Linked DNA regions of Mus musculus: all the other regions are linked to region 1. The links are chromatin contacts, called in public HiChIP or PLAC-seq and promoter capture Hi-C maps. All regions are on one chromosome and are shown on one strand. The core of a region is the stretch at or near the end of the contact, and the rest is flanking DNA. Distances in the headings are between cores, read along the strand shown. Region 1 holds the start of Plekhg6 (pleckstrin homology domain containing, family G (with RhoGef domain) member 6). Region 2 holds the start of C1rl (complement component 1, r subcomponent-like). Region 3 holds the start of Ntf3 (neurotrophin 3). Region 4 holds the start of Grcc10 (gene rich cluster, C10 gene).

Region 1 (2,776 bases), core at 107-2,606:
AGCTGGGAGCAAGGGTCACAGAAATCTCTAGCACTCTAGATAGCCCCAGGTAGAAGGCGGTCTCTTGTACCTAGATGTCTCCTTTCCTGTATTACCTTTGTCAACACTGCACAAACACCATGAACTGGGACAGGTAAAGCTGACTAGAGACAGACAAGTGGGTTTCTCATGTTGGAACAGACTATGGGTTAAGAACGGCTTTTATTTTATTTTCTGATTTGAGATAGGAGGACCTCTTAATATAGCCCAGGCTGACACACAGTGTAACCCAGTCTAGGCTACCTTCCAACTCTGCATCCCCCTGCCTCAGTTTCTAGAGTGCTATGATCACAGATGTATTCTATCATGCTTTGCAACGTTTACATTTTTAAATAATGGGGGGGGGCAAAAAAGGAAAAATAATATTTGGGGAAAGAGAACAATACACCCAGTTCACACTCCATGAGTTACAGCTAGTTTTATCACGGTTCAGCCAGCCAGCCACCCTTACTGGTCGGCTGGCCATCCTTGGCTGCTTTTCAGTTAGTCGCAACTGAGACTCAATAGACAAGAGACTCTACAATATAGCTTTTCTGTCCCTTTACTGAGAAGTCTGTACATGCCTTACCTGGAAACCCCACACGTCCACGTACAATCTGGCGAAGTCAGGAGAGCTGTCAGACAGGGTCTGGAGGGATGCCCCTAGTTGAGGCAGCCCGCTGGTCTCCCACTAAGCTCCTTTCCTGGCCGCCGAGGGCACCACCAGGGATAGAGCTGGAAGTCAGATGCAGGACTCCACCCCTCCTTTCTAAGCCTGGATGGAAGACCCATCCCTTGCAGTGGGCAGGGCCTGAAGGGAAGAGGCCCTTAATGGGAACTGGACTCAAGAACCCTATACAGGGGTTGGTTTCCCACCAACTGGGCTCTAGAAACCTCCCATTTCTCTCTCCTAGCTTACTCTGACTTACTCGCAGAGGAGATTGTTCATTGTGTCTCCCGCCCCGGGACAACAACAGTCCAGCCCCCGAAGGCAGTCCCCCGCCCCTCCTTCTCCCTCCCCCTTACTATCTCTCCCCACGTCCACCTTTTCTATCTTTTCCCAGGCCCAGCTTTTCTCCCTCCCTCGTACCCAGCCTCCTTCCCTCCTCCTTCTGAGGCCCCGCGACCCTGTCCCAGATCCCCGGTTCCCTGGCCGCCCGGCACTCGCCCTCCCAAGTGCTCACCTGTGAGCGCAGGTGTCCGAGCTTCCGCTGTCCTTGACGTCCGCTGGATACTGTGGAAATCTGGGTCGTTGTCAGCTTCCTTGGCGATGGCAGCCCCACTGTCCCAGCCTGGGACTAGGACCGAGCGGCCCGCGGGACCAGGCAGCACGGGGCCGGGAAGGGAGGTGAAGGTGGAGGCAGAGGGGCGGGACGTGGGCTGGCACCTCCCCCTCCCTGCGGGCCTTGCAGCGTCGCGGTCCTGGTCACCCGGACAGAGAGGGTAGGGAGCCGGACTCTCCGTACACCAACCCCAGACCAGGAGTGCTCACTTCTCGGTGCGCACCTTTCCCTTTCTTTTGCACCTGAACTAACCAGCAATCTGTCACCTGGTCGGGGCCAGGGGCTGGAACCTTGTGCCACCCGCAGGCCACCAGCGTGTCCTCCCTTCCCGGCCAGACCCCTGCCAGGCGCCAGGGTAATGAGGGATAAATGAAAGGTTGGGCGCCGCTATGCGGAGGCGGTGAGGTAATGACCAAGCGACCTGTGGCAGGTACACATCCCTTGTTTGCACCAGGCCCCTCTTGCCTGTCCTAGACCGTTACCCTGAAAGGGAGCCAGCCTAGCATCAGGAAGGGCGGAGGCCCAAGGATTCTCAGCCCCATGGCTGTCCTCTGGCCATGGAGTCCAAAGTGTAGCCCTTATCTCCAGTGAACCTGCTGGCCTGCCCTGGCAACAGGGAGGAAGGTTCTGTGGACTTTGTGTCTTATTGAGGGAGGCATCAGGGGCCAAGCTTAGACCATACCCAACACTACTCTCATTACTTAAGCCTGGAGGGAGGGGGCATACCAGGGGAGGGTACCCTCCCACCGGACTGCACTTGGGCCAGTGTGGCCTTCCCAAGGGCTACACAGACTGAACAGTTTCTCCGAAGTGGTACAGCACTGGCTGGGCGTGATGTGAAAGGCATCCCCGCCCCCCCGCCCCCACATTCCCAAGTCCTGTCGTCTGGTCTGAGGGAAGAACTGAGAGTTATATCATCCCATGGATGTGTGATCCAGAGGTGGAAGTCTCGGTGGGGGGGGGGGGGAGGGGGCGGGGAGATGGGCAGGTCTGAGGTCCACTTTGGGATCTTCCTTCCGCCAATGGACTAGACTGGGTCTGGTGCAACCTCTTACCACACAAAGCATCCCGAAGTACACAAAACCCTTTCAGAAGTGTCTCCCTGTGTTCAGAGGAAAAACAAAACAAAACAAAACAAAAACAAAACAAAACAAAAACAAAACAAAACAAAACAAAAACACCTCTAATTCTCACCCTCTCCCATGGCTCCTTTCAGCCTGGAGAGGCATCTTTGCCATCGGTTGCTTGAATGTGTGTTCCTGTTCCCAGTCACAGATTTGTCCTTCAGTGTACTTTTTTAGAATATGATGTTGTGAGGTCTCAGTGTTACAGAGGAGCTGTCCTGACCTGTGGTTGCCTCCATCCTGCCTTCTGCCCCCCCAGGTGTGTGTGTAGGGGGGGGAGCGGAGAAGGAGTTGGATGAGAACCATGTTTGTCAAGAATGCAGGTTTTGCCTGTTCCTAGCATTCACACTG
Region 2 (2,776 bases), core at 84-2,583, 890 kb before region 1:
TGCTCCCTAACCACCCCCATGCTCACCTCTGCATCCTTAACCTCCCCATGCTCACCTCTGCAGTGCTCCCTAACCCTCCCACACTCACCTCTGCCTGTGCTCCCTAACCACCCCCATGCTCACCTCTGCATCCTTAACCCTCCCACGCTCACCAAGCCACGGGTGTGTGTCTTCCCTTGGCAGGGGGTGCAGGGAAAAATCCTCTCACTCACGCTGTGACTCCTGATATGATTAACCTTACAGCTTGGGTTGACAGCTGAGGTGAGTCCCGAGGGATTCAGAGATTCCTGGGGATGGACCACAGCCTGCTATATGAGGAGCCTCCAGATGTTGTGGTAGGGACTCAAAATGACAAAATGCATGAACTCACCCCTTCTTTTTTTAAAAAAAGATTTATTATTTATTTTATGTATATGAGTGCACAGATGGTTGTGAGCCATCATGAGGTCGATGGGAATTGAACTCAAGACCTCTGCTCGCTCCGGCCCAAAAATGTATTTACTATTATATGTAAGTACACTGTAGCTGTCTTTAGACACACCAGAAGAGGGCGTCAGATTTCATTAAGGATGGTTGTGAGCCACCATCTGGTTGCTGGGATTTGAACTCAGGACCTCCGGAAGAGCAGTCAGTGCTCTTAACCGCTGAGCCATCTCTCCAGCCCGAACTCACTGGTTCTTGACCAAGAAGGAGAGGAAAGAAAGACTCGGGGGTTCTTGAGTCACACACTTCAAGTTCTCCAAGAGGCAGACTGCTGGGGTAAATGAGGGGGGAGGAGAGATTAGTTCATTAAAGGCAGCAGTAGAGTCATAAGAAGTGTCACACAAGCCACGATACAAACATATAGTTAATAATATTCCAGAAGAACTGGGTATGCAAGTCCTTGTGATCCCAGCCCTCTGGAGGCTAAGGCGGCAGGATTGGCATGATTTGGAGCCCAGTCTAGTCTGCAGAGTGAGTTCTAGGACAGCCTGGGCTACAAAGTGAGACCCTGTTTCAAAAATACAACCAAGATCTAGGTGTGGTGTAATTCTAATGCTAGAGAGGAGGCAGAGCCTCCACTAATAGCAAGCTGGAGGCCCAGTCCAGGTTTTGCAAGACTATCTCAGCTCCCATCCCCCTAAAAAAAAGCAAAGAGCCAAAGGTCATGTGTACATATGTGTACATGTGCACATACTCTGCTCTCTCACGTGTTTTAAAGGTCTTTCCTTTCAATTATGGTGAGAGCTATTCCTGAGTCTGTCAGCAGGTGGCAGACCTGCACCCAGAGTCTCAACTCATTTCCAGTAACTTCTGCCTTCTCCCTAAAGGGCCTCCTCTAGCCCCACCTCCTACTCCCTGGCCTGAGCCAAGCACTCTAGCCAGTTCCAGATGTCAGGGTTCAGAGGCCTGGTCCCAGAGCTGGAGAACAGCCTATGGAGTTCTCCCACCACAAGCTGCATGAGCAAGATGTGAGTTTGCACCATAGAGGGCCCTGGAGAAAGAAAGGGGCTGGGAGAAAGGAAGGGAGGAAGGCAGGACATGGGGTTACATAAGTATACACACACACACACACACACACACACACACACACACACACACACACACACACACACACGGCCGGGTGGGGGGGCAGGGAGGGGCGGAGGGTAGACAGATGACCCAGAGGGAACTAACTGAATTTGCCTGTTCAGTGCTCTGAGCCAGGAATTATTTAAATGACCCTAACTTGTACTCCAGGAGGGGGTTAGGAAAGGCTGAGGCAGGAAGCCATCTGGGTTAGACTCACAAAGGAAAAGGAGCCATAATAATGTCTTCATAGGATAGAAACCCCGCAGTCTTGGAGATCGGGCTACAGAGGAATCCAGATAGGAACCTACACAGACTCGGTTCAGGAAAGTGGTATCCAGAAGTGCCCAACACTCTGGGGCCACGGACACAACTGCTAGTCCCTAAGCCTCCGGAGCCTTTATCATCTCTGGCCACAACAGAACATACACACACAGCCTCTGGTAGAGCTGTATAACCTCACCTTGTCTTCCCTGCTCACTCACAGGTGCTGGTGGCTCCTTTGGGGAATCCTCCATACTTGCCCCACACAGGCCTCTGTGCTTTTGGCCCAGCAGTCACCACAGCAACTGACATCCCCTGGATACCCAGAGCCATATCTCAAAGGCCAGGAGAGCCACACTGACATCGAGGCTCCAGAGGGGTTTGCTGTGAGGCTGACCTTCCAGGACTTTGATCTGGAGCCATCCCCAGACTGTGAAGGCGACTCTGTCACAGTGAGCTGGACAAGGGGGTGGAGAGCTGCAGGGGCTCTGGGGAGGGAGCCTCCCATGGGCAGTGGGTGATAGCTCTGCTCTGAACCACCCATCTAGAGAAGAGATAAGGTGTCCAAGTCAGAGGATCTAGGGCCTAGCTACAGCCTGATCACTCAGTATACAGCCTCCCACCCGTCCCTGGCAACTCACCAAGGGTTCCACCAAGGCATCCGCAGGGACCCACCAAGCTCTGAGAGAAGGCGGCTGCGGGGCAGAGCCTGAGTTTTGAGAGCTTACAAAGAGACACATAAATATTGTTGCTCTACAATCTTGTCAAAGGCCCGGGATCTCACCCTCCCTAGCTAGACCTTGTTGAGTGCTTTCTCTACTGAGTTAGGAAACTGGATGTAATTAATGACAAATGTTCACCCTCAGAAGAACAAGTGAAGACCGATCAAGTTCACCTGGGATGAGAGGCCACAAAATCACAGCAAGGGCATTATTCAAAATAAGAGTTCTTTTAAATCATAGTA
Region 3 (2,776 bases), core at 166-2,665, 780 kb after region 1:
CGCCTCTTGGATGCACACCCACTCACTCCCGAAAGCGACAAGGAAAAAAGTCCTCCCCAGCCCTCCCATTCCACACCTTCAAGAGTGCCAAATTTCATTAGAAGTATCCACCACTGTGCAGAGCGCCTTGGTGGCAGCAGGAAACAGTCCAGTTTGCTATGTGTTCTTTTAACTCCGACCTAACTCTGAGGGTCTCTGATGTTCTGGACCCTTCCCATACTACCTCTTGGGGCGGGGGTGGGAACCCTAAAAAGGACTCCGAGAAACTGGCACCAAATCCCTACCGATGGCCCCACCCCGGTACCCACCGTTCCATGGCCGGGTCCCAGACCCACAGGCTGAGCGCTAGCTCCAACATCTGCGCGAAGACCCAGGGTGGGAAGCCATTGGGTTGGCGCTGGCCAGAGTAGCCCAGAGCTAGGGACCCTCTCAGAGAAAAAGCTTTATGTGGGACAACAACGCAGATACGCACTGTTGGGCTTAAGTCCCAACTCCCCCCAACCTGAGAAGTGACGGTGCGGGTCCTGAGCTTTGCAGCCCCTCCCCCAGCCCACGCCCTGCCGGGCTGTGTGTTGGAGCTGATGAACGTTGCCCGGTGGCCAGCGGGGTGCAGGGCACAAGCCGGGATCCTGGTCTCTTCCAAGCCCCATTTTTGTCTGCTACCCGCTTTTATTATAGGATGCGCGGGAGTCTTCTGGGGGAACCAGATAGGAGGGTCGGAGGTGTGTATGCATGAGGTGGAGTAGGATGGTGATGTCCAGAATCCCTTTCTTGCCTTTTCGTGGTCCCCATTTTCCCTCGCCTCCACCTCCTTCCCTTCCCAATGCAGGTTTGTTAAACCTGATCACTTTCCCAGACTGAGGGCGGTTTCTTGAGCAGCCAGGGGACTAGAGAAAAGAGGAGGAGGAGGAGGAGGAGGAGGAGGAGGAGAGCCATATCCACGCGCGCACAAGTGTGCATGCATGTGGAAGGAGGGTGGTGGTAATTGCGCCTAGGCCTGGGCAGATTCGAGCTCAAACTTTGGGGAAGGCACAAGAACCGAAAAGTTAGCGTGTTGCGCGATGGGGGTGGGGCTGGGTGCAGAATTGGGGCCCCCCACGCGGATCCCCAAGAAAATCTCCCCCACGCGATTCCCCCACCCCCTCCGGGACCTGCCCACCCAACGTGCCCGCCACGTCCCCTTACCGTGGCAGAAGTAACCATGGCATCCGTGTGACTATTTCCAGGGACGTCGACATGAAGAGAAAGGTGGACTCGAGTTCGGTCATTCAGTCTCGCCCACCCCTGCCGCAGCCACTACCCAGCGGTGGGAAAAAACGAGGGGAAGAAAGAAAGAGGGAAGAAAGTTGCGCCGGGCTATCTCGCGGGGCGGTGCGCGGAGCTGCTGGGTAAGGAGAGGAGCCTTCAACTCTGAGTCCCGTGAACATAATCTGAGCGGTTATAACCAGCCAACCCGGCCAGATGGCTCCGCGCTCAGCGCCTTAACCCCTTCCGCGCCAAGCCCCCTAGCCCCGCCCGCAGTGACTTGCAGGCCCGCTCCCTGGCATTTTGGAGTTTGCTCTCGAGACCAATGGGAAGACCTAGTCATTTCTCCTAGTCCACTTCAAAGGAAAACAAACGAACGAACAAACAACAAATAAGCCCTCTCAAAATAGCCTACTCTTCATTATCCCCTCTTTTGACCTTCCCTTTTAGAGATGGGGAGAAGGAGCCAACAAAAAACGTTTGATTTATCATTATATTTTACACGTAAATATCTTCGATCTGTCTTATTCTTGAACTTTTTCTTTTAAGGCTTCCTTCCTTTCTTTCTTTCTTTCTTTCTTTCTTTCTTTCTTTCTTTCTAACTAGGCAGATGAAGGCCTTTCTTGCCCCTTGGCTCAGGAAAGCTTGAACCTCAACCTTAAACTCTGTCTCCAAACCTCAGACCCTTCTGTCTTTGGATCTCTCTCCACCCCCTATTAAGCCCCCCCCCAGCCCCCCCAGGCCCTCACAACAACAGGAATCTGCGCATGAACAGTTGCTTGCCTGCCCTCGAACTCCTCAGTCCTGGGGGCAGCTCACAAGGCACAGTTAGTTCAAGCTGTCTAGGGAGGTTAAGTTGCTGAGGTACGGTGAGGGTGGGAGTGCTAAGCAACCGAGGAAGGGGTGGTTTGCGTGTGCGCAGAGTGTGCGTGAAAGAAAAGGAGAGGTATGAGCCAAAGCCCCACGTTCTACACACTCCCTAACTTCTCCACCCCTTTCTTTCAAGGTAGGAGCCGACCCTGGAGCTGAGCATTTGCCCAGCACTCGCCGCTTTGTACAAAAACAATTTGCCCAGAAGAAAGGGCAAGCAAGGCACCCCTTCCTGACTCCCCGAAAGTAGCGACGCTCTCTTGCACAACCGCTAGATTCATTCGAGGAAAAGATCTCAGGGTGGAGGCAAGGGTCTTATTTGTAGATTATTTTAGCTATTCATTAGATTCCCCCCCCACACACACACACACTTGATCCGAGCTGATTCTCTCAGATTTTACAGTGGTCAGAGCATCTAGATTTTGCTCAACTGCGGTCCAAGAGAAATGAAGGGGGAGGGGGGAATCCTAGTGGTAAGGGGAACCGGAGAACCAGAAAGTAGTACACCATTGCTCCTTCATTCCCTCCCCCATTCTTGCAAGGTGGAACTCAAGTCCAAGTGCCCCCTCCCCCCGCCCCCACCTCTGCCACTCTCCAAGTTGCCTCCTGTCAGGACATTTGACTCACACACAGCAGGAGAGGCGATTTGATAGTCCACCTC
Region 4 (2,776 bases), core at 146-2,645, 640 kb before region 1:
TGAGTTCGAGGCCTGCCTGGTCTACAGATTGAGTTCCAAGATAGCCAGGGCTACACAGAGAAACCCTGTCTCAAACAAACAAACAAAAAATTAAAAAGCATTATGTTTTCAGTCTCGGGTGAACCACGTTCAGCAGCTTAGCCTCAAGCAGCCTGATTTGAAAGAGACTCCCTGGTAGTCCTGGCTAGCTAACAAACAAACAAACAAACAAACAAACACAAAATTAATAAACAACTGTCCTTGGGAAGAGAGGGCTCAACCTGCCACACCAAACCTATTAGCCAAAAGGCAGACAAGAAAGAGTTCAGGTACACGAGAGAGTTCAGGTTAGAGCTGGGCCCAGTGACTCAAGCCTGTCACTTACTCAAAAGGCTGAGAAAGGTGGGTCTCTGGTTCAAGGCCATTCTGGGCAACTTACTGCGATCCTGACTCGGGGAGAGCTGGGAAGTTCGAGGGCCATGGAGAAACACTTGCCTATGTAGGGCTTTGGACTCTAGAGCCAGAACTTTTGTTTGGTGGGTTTTTGTTTTTTCAAGACAGGGTTTTCTTTGTATAGCCATGGCTACCCTGGAACTCCTCACCCTACATACCAGGCTGGCCTTGAACTCAGAGACCTGCCTGCCTCTGCTTCTCAAATGCTGGGATGAAAGGCCACTGTGGCCATGCCTGGCTTCAAGAGCCATAACTTTTCAGGCGGGGCTTAAGTCTAGTCCCTGAACTGTGAGTGGCAATGTTTGATGTGACTGCCGCCCTGTGGCGAGAAAAAGATCGATCGGGGGGGGGGGGGGGCATCATCATGCGTCCCACCCCCAGTCCATTCCTTTGCCAAGCCCTGTGGGACCCACCTTCCCCGTCGCAGCTGAAGCCATAGGCTTTAATAACCTCTTGTTGGATCTGTGTGGCTACGGGCAGCACAAATTGCAGCATCTTGCCCATATCGTTGCACGCATTGTCTCTAGCCTCGTCCATGCGCACGGCATTCTCTGGGGCCGAGAACGCTTGAATCACCTCCGCCAGGACCACTGCGAGACGGAAGCATCCCAGAGAGGTCCGCGGAGGACGGCGGGCGAGCCCAGAGGAGGGAAGAGGCAGGGAATTAGTGGGCCGAGGCCTGCAAGCAACCCGATAAGCTTGTCCTCCCAACCCTTCGCCCTAATGGGCAAGGGCCCCACTTGGAGAGGCAAAGAATAGTATCGCGCCCTCCCCCCAGAAGACGGCCCACACCCAGACTAGGCTCTTTCCTCACCCTTGGCCTGCTCCGCGCTCAGGGCCGCGGGCTGAGCCGAGGCGGACGCCATAGAACGCCACTCGGTGCTTGAGTAGTGGGAACACAGAAGAGATCCGGAGAACCCTGCAGCCAGCCACCTCCCCCACGGATGCAGGCCAGAGGAGGCAGAAAGGAAGCGGGACCGCACGAGGCGGAAGTCTCAGAGCGTGGCTCTAGCACATACGCGTTTCCTAGGAAACCAGAGAAGGATCAAAGCCCCTCTCACACACCGGGGAGCGGGGAAGAGAACTGTTTTGCTTTCATTGTAGACCAGTGAAATTGGGAGGGGTTTTCCGACCGAAGTCAGAAAACCTGCTAGACAAATTCTAAAAGAGCTGTAACACTTGCGGAAGTGCGTCTGTAGCGAGCCAGGGAAGGACATCAACTCCACTTTCGATGAGGGTGAGATCAAGGTGCCATTTCCACACCCCTCCACTGATATGTGAATCACAAAGCACAGTTCCTTATTCGGTTCGATAAACAATATTCTAAAAGACTATTAAAACCGCTCGTTTCTTGAGTTTGTGACCGCTTGTAAAGGCTATGCAAATGAGTCAGTGCTGATTGGCTGAAAACAGCCAATCACAGCTCCTATGTTGTTAAAAAAAAAAAAAGAGCTTCGCGAGATTAAAGGCTTGGAGCTAAAGCCGAAGTGAATCGGACTTAAGTAGTGGCAGGCGATGTGGCCCGATGTCTTGTAGTCTCATCCTTACAAGTTCCCCACACTGCAAAGACTCTGGAACATCAGGCCCGACCGGGCATAGCGCCACATTTCTGTGATACCAGCACAAAAGCTGAGAAGTTCAAGGCCAGCTTGGGCTCCATGGCCCTGCTTCATTAAAAATAGAGGGGTTGCAAAGATGGCTCACCCTGCTTGGCAATTCCTAACTGCCCTAACTCCAAGCTACAGGGACCCAACAGCTTCTGGTCTCTTTTGAGGCCTTGCATTCATAAGCGCAGACATGAGCTCATACACCTAACTATTAGTAAATCTTTTACAAATACTAATCTTATTGGCCTCCATGTTATACACCTTTAACTGTTTCAAATCATAAACTATGCTGAGAAGGGATTCAGATCTCTGAAACTGTCTCTGGAGCACTCTGGTGGCACATTATGTCAGTGATGTACTTCCAAGGGCTGAGTAGGTCTTAGATTTGCTTATGCTTGCTGTGCGCCTATTCTTGCTCTGAACGGCCTCAGGAGCCTGAACTCCCCAATCTAAAGGTCTAGGACAGGGCACCCCATAAGTATAGCTGAGCATCCAAGATCAAGAAGAGCCTTGTCAGGTTAAAGAGATGGCTCAGGGGGTTAAGAGCACAGACTGCTCTTCCAGGTGTCCTGAGTTCAATTCCCAGCAACCACTTGGTGGCTCACAACCATCTGTAATGGGATTTGATATTCTCTTCTGGTATGCATGAAGACTCTTGTAAAATAAATGAGTAATAAAAAAGAGCCTTGTCCAACTCCTAAGTTTCCATAAGAAAACCCCATTCATCCCTTCCCACT

What was found. Promoter capture Hi-C pulls out the DNA fragments that hold promoters and counts their contacts. HiChIP or PLAC-seq counts read pairs in DNA pulled down with a chosen protein or histone mark.
Region 2: a FOXA1 HiChIP or PLAC-seq map of pancreatic cancer cells shows a contact between it and region 1. The contact joins the promoter of C1rl here to the promoter of Plekhg6 in region 1. A contact is called at or near these places in 1 of 39 promoter capture datasets (pre-B cells) and 1 of 115 datasets of contacts at active chromatin or transcription factors (pancreatic cancer cells).
Region 3: a promoter capture Hi-C map of embryonic stem cells shows a contact between it and region 1, with 4 times the contacts expected there. The contact joins the promoter of Ntf3 here to the promoter of Plekhg6 in region 1. A contact is called at or near these places in 4 of 39 promoter capture datasets (embryonic stem cells, hippocampal neurons and liver) and 3 of 115 datasets of contacts at active chromatin or transcription factors (embryonic stem cells, forebrain and neural tube).
Region 4: a contact with region 1 is called in an HNF4G HiChIP or PLAC-seq map of pancreatic cancer cells. The contact joins the promoter of Grcc10 here to the promoter of Plekhg6 in region 1. A contact is called at or near these places in 1 of 39 promoter capture datasets (liver), 1 of 115 datasets of contacts at active chromatin or transcription factors (pancreatic cancer cells) and 1 of 9 other capture datasets (liver).

The regions. Positions count from the first base shown.
Region 1 is chr6:125,379,148-125,381,923 of GRCm38.p6, forward strand. Plekhg6 (pleckstrin homology domain containing, family G (with RhoGef domain) member 6) reads right to left here and starts at 1,357. Exons shown (of 17, transcript NM_198604.2): 1 at 1,203-1,357; 2 at 608-829.
Region 2 is chr6:124,491,780-124,494,555 of GRCm38.p6, forward strand. C1rl (complement component 1, r subcomponent-like) reads left to right here and starts at 1,334. Exons shown (of 6, transcript NM_181344.5): 1 at 1,334-1,451; 2 at 2,036-2,264. The coding sequence starts at 1,372. It overlaps Gm44096 (a long non-coding RNA gene), which reads right to left and starts at 2,623. Exons shown (of 3, transcript XR_003956364.1): 1 at 2,454-2,623; 2 at 2,012-2,356; 3 at 374-751.
Region 3 is chr6:126,163,545-126,166,320 of GRCm38.p6, forward strand. It overlaps Ntf3 (neurotrophin 3), which reads right to left and starts at 1,416. Exons shown (of 2, transcript NM_001164035.1): 1 at 1,186-1,416. The coding sequence starts at 1,203.
Region 4 is chr6:124,739,674-124,742,449 of GRCm38.p6, forward strand. Grcc10 (gene rich cluster, C10 gene) reads right to left here and starts at 1,396. Exons shown (of 3, transcript NM_013535.2): 1 at 1,247-1,396; 2 at 846-1,022. The coding sequence starts at 1,298. Rnu7 (U7 small nuclear RNA) reads right to left here and starts at 1,613; the gene lies at 1,552-1,613.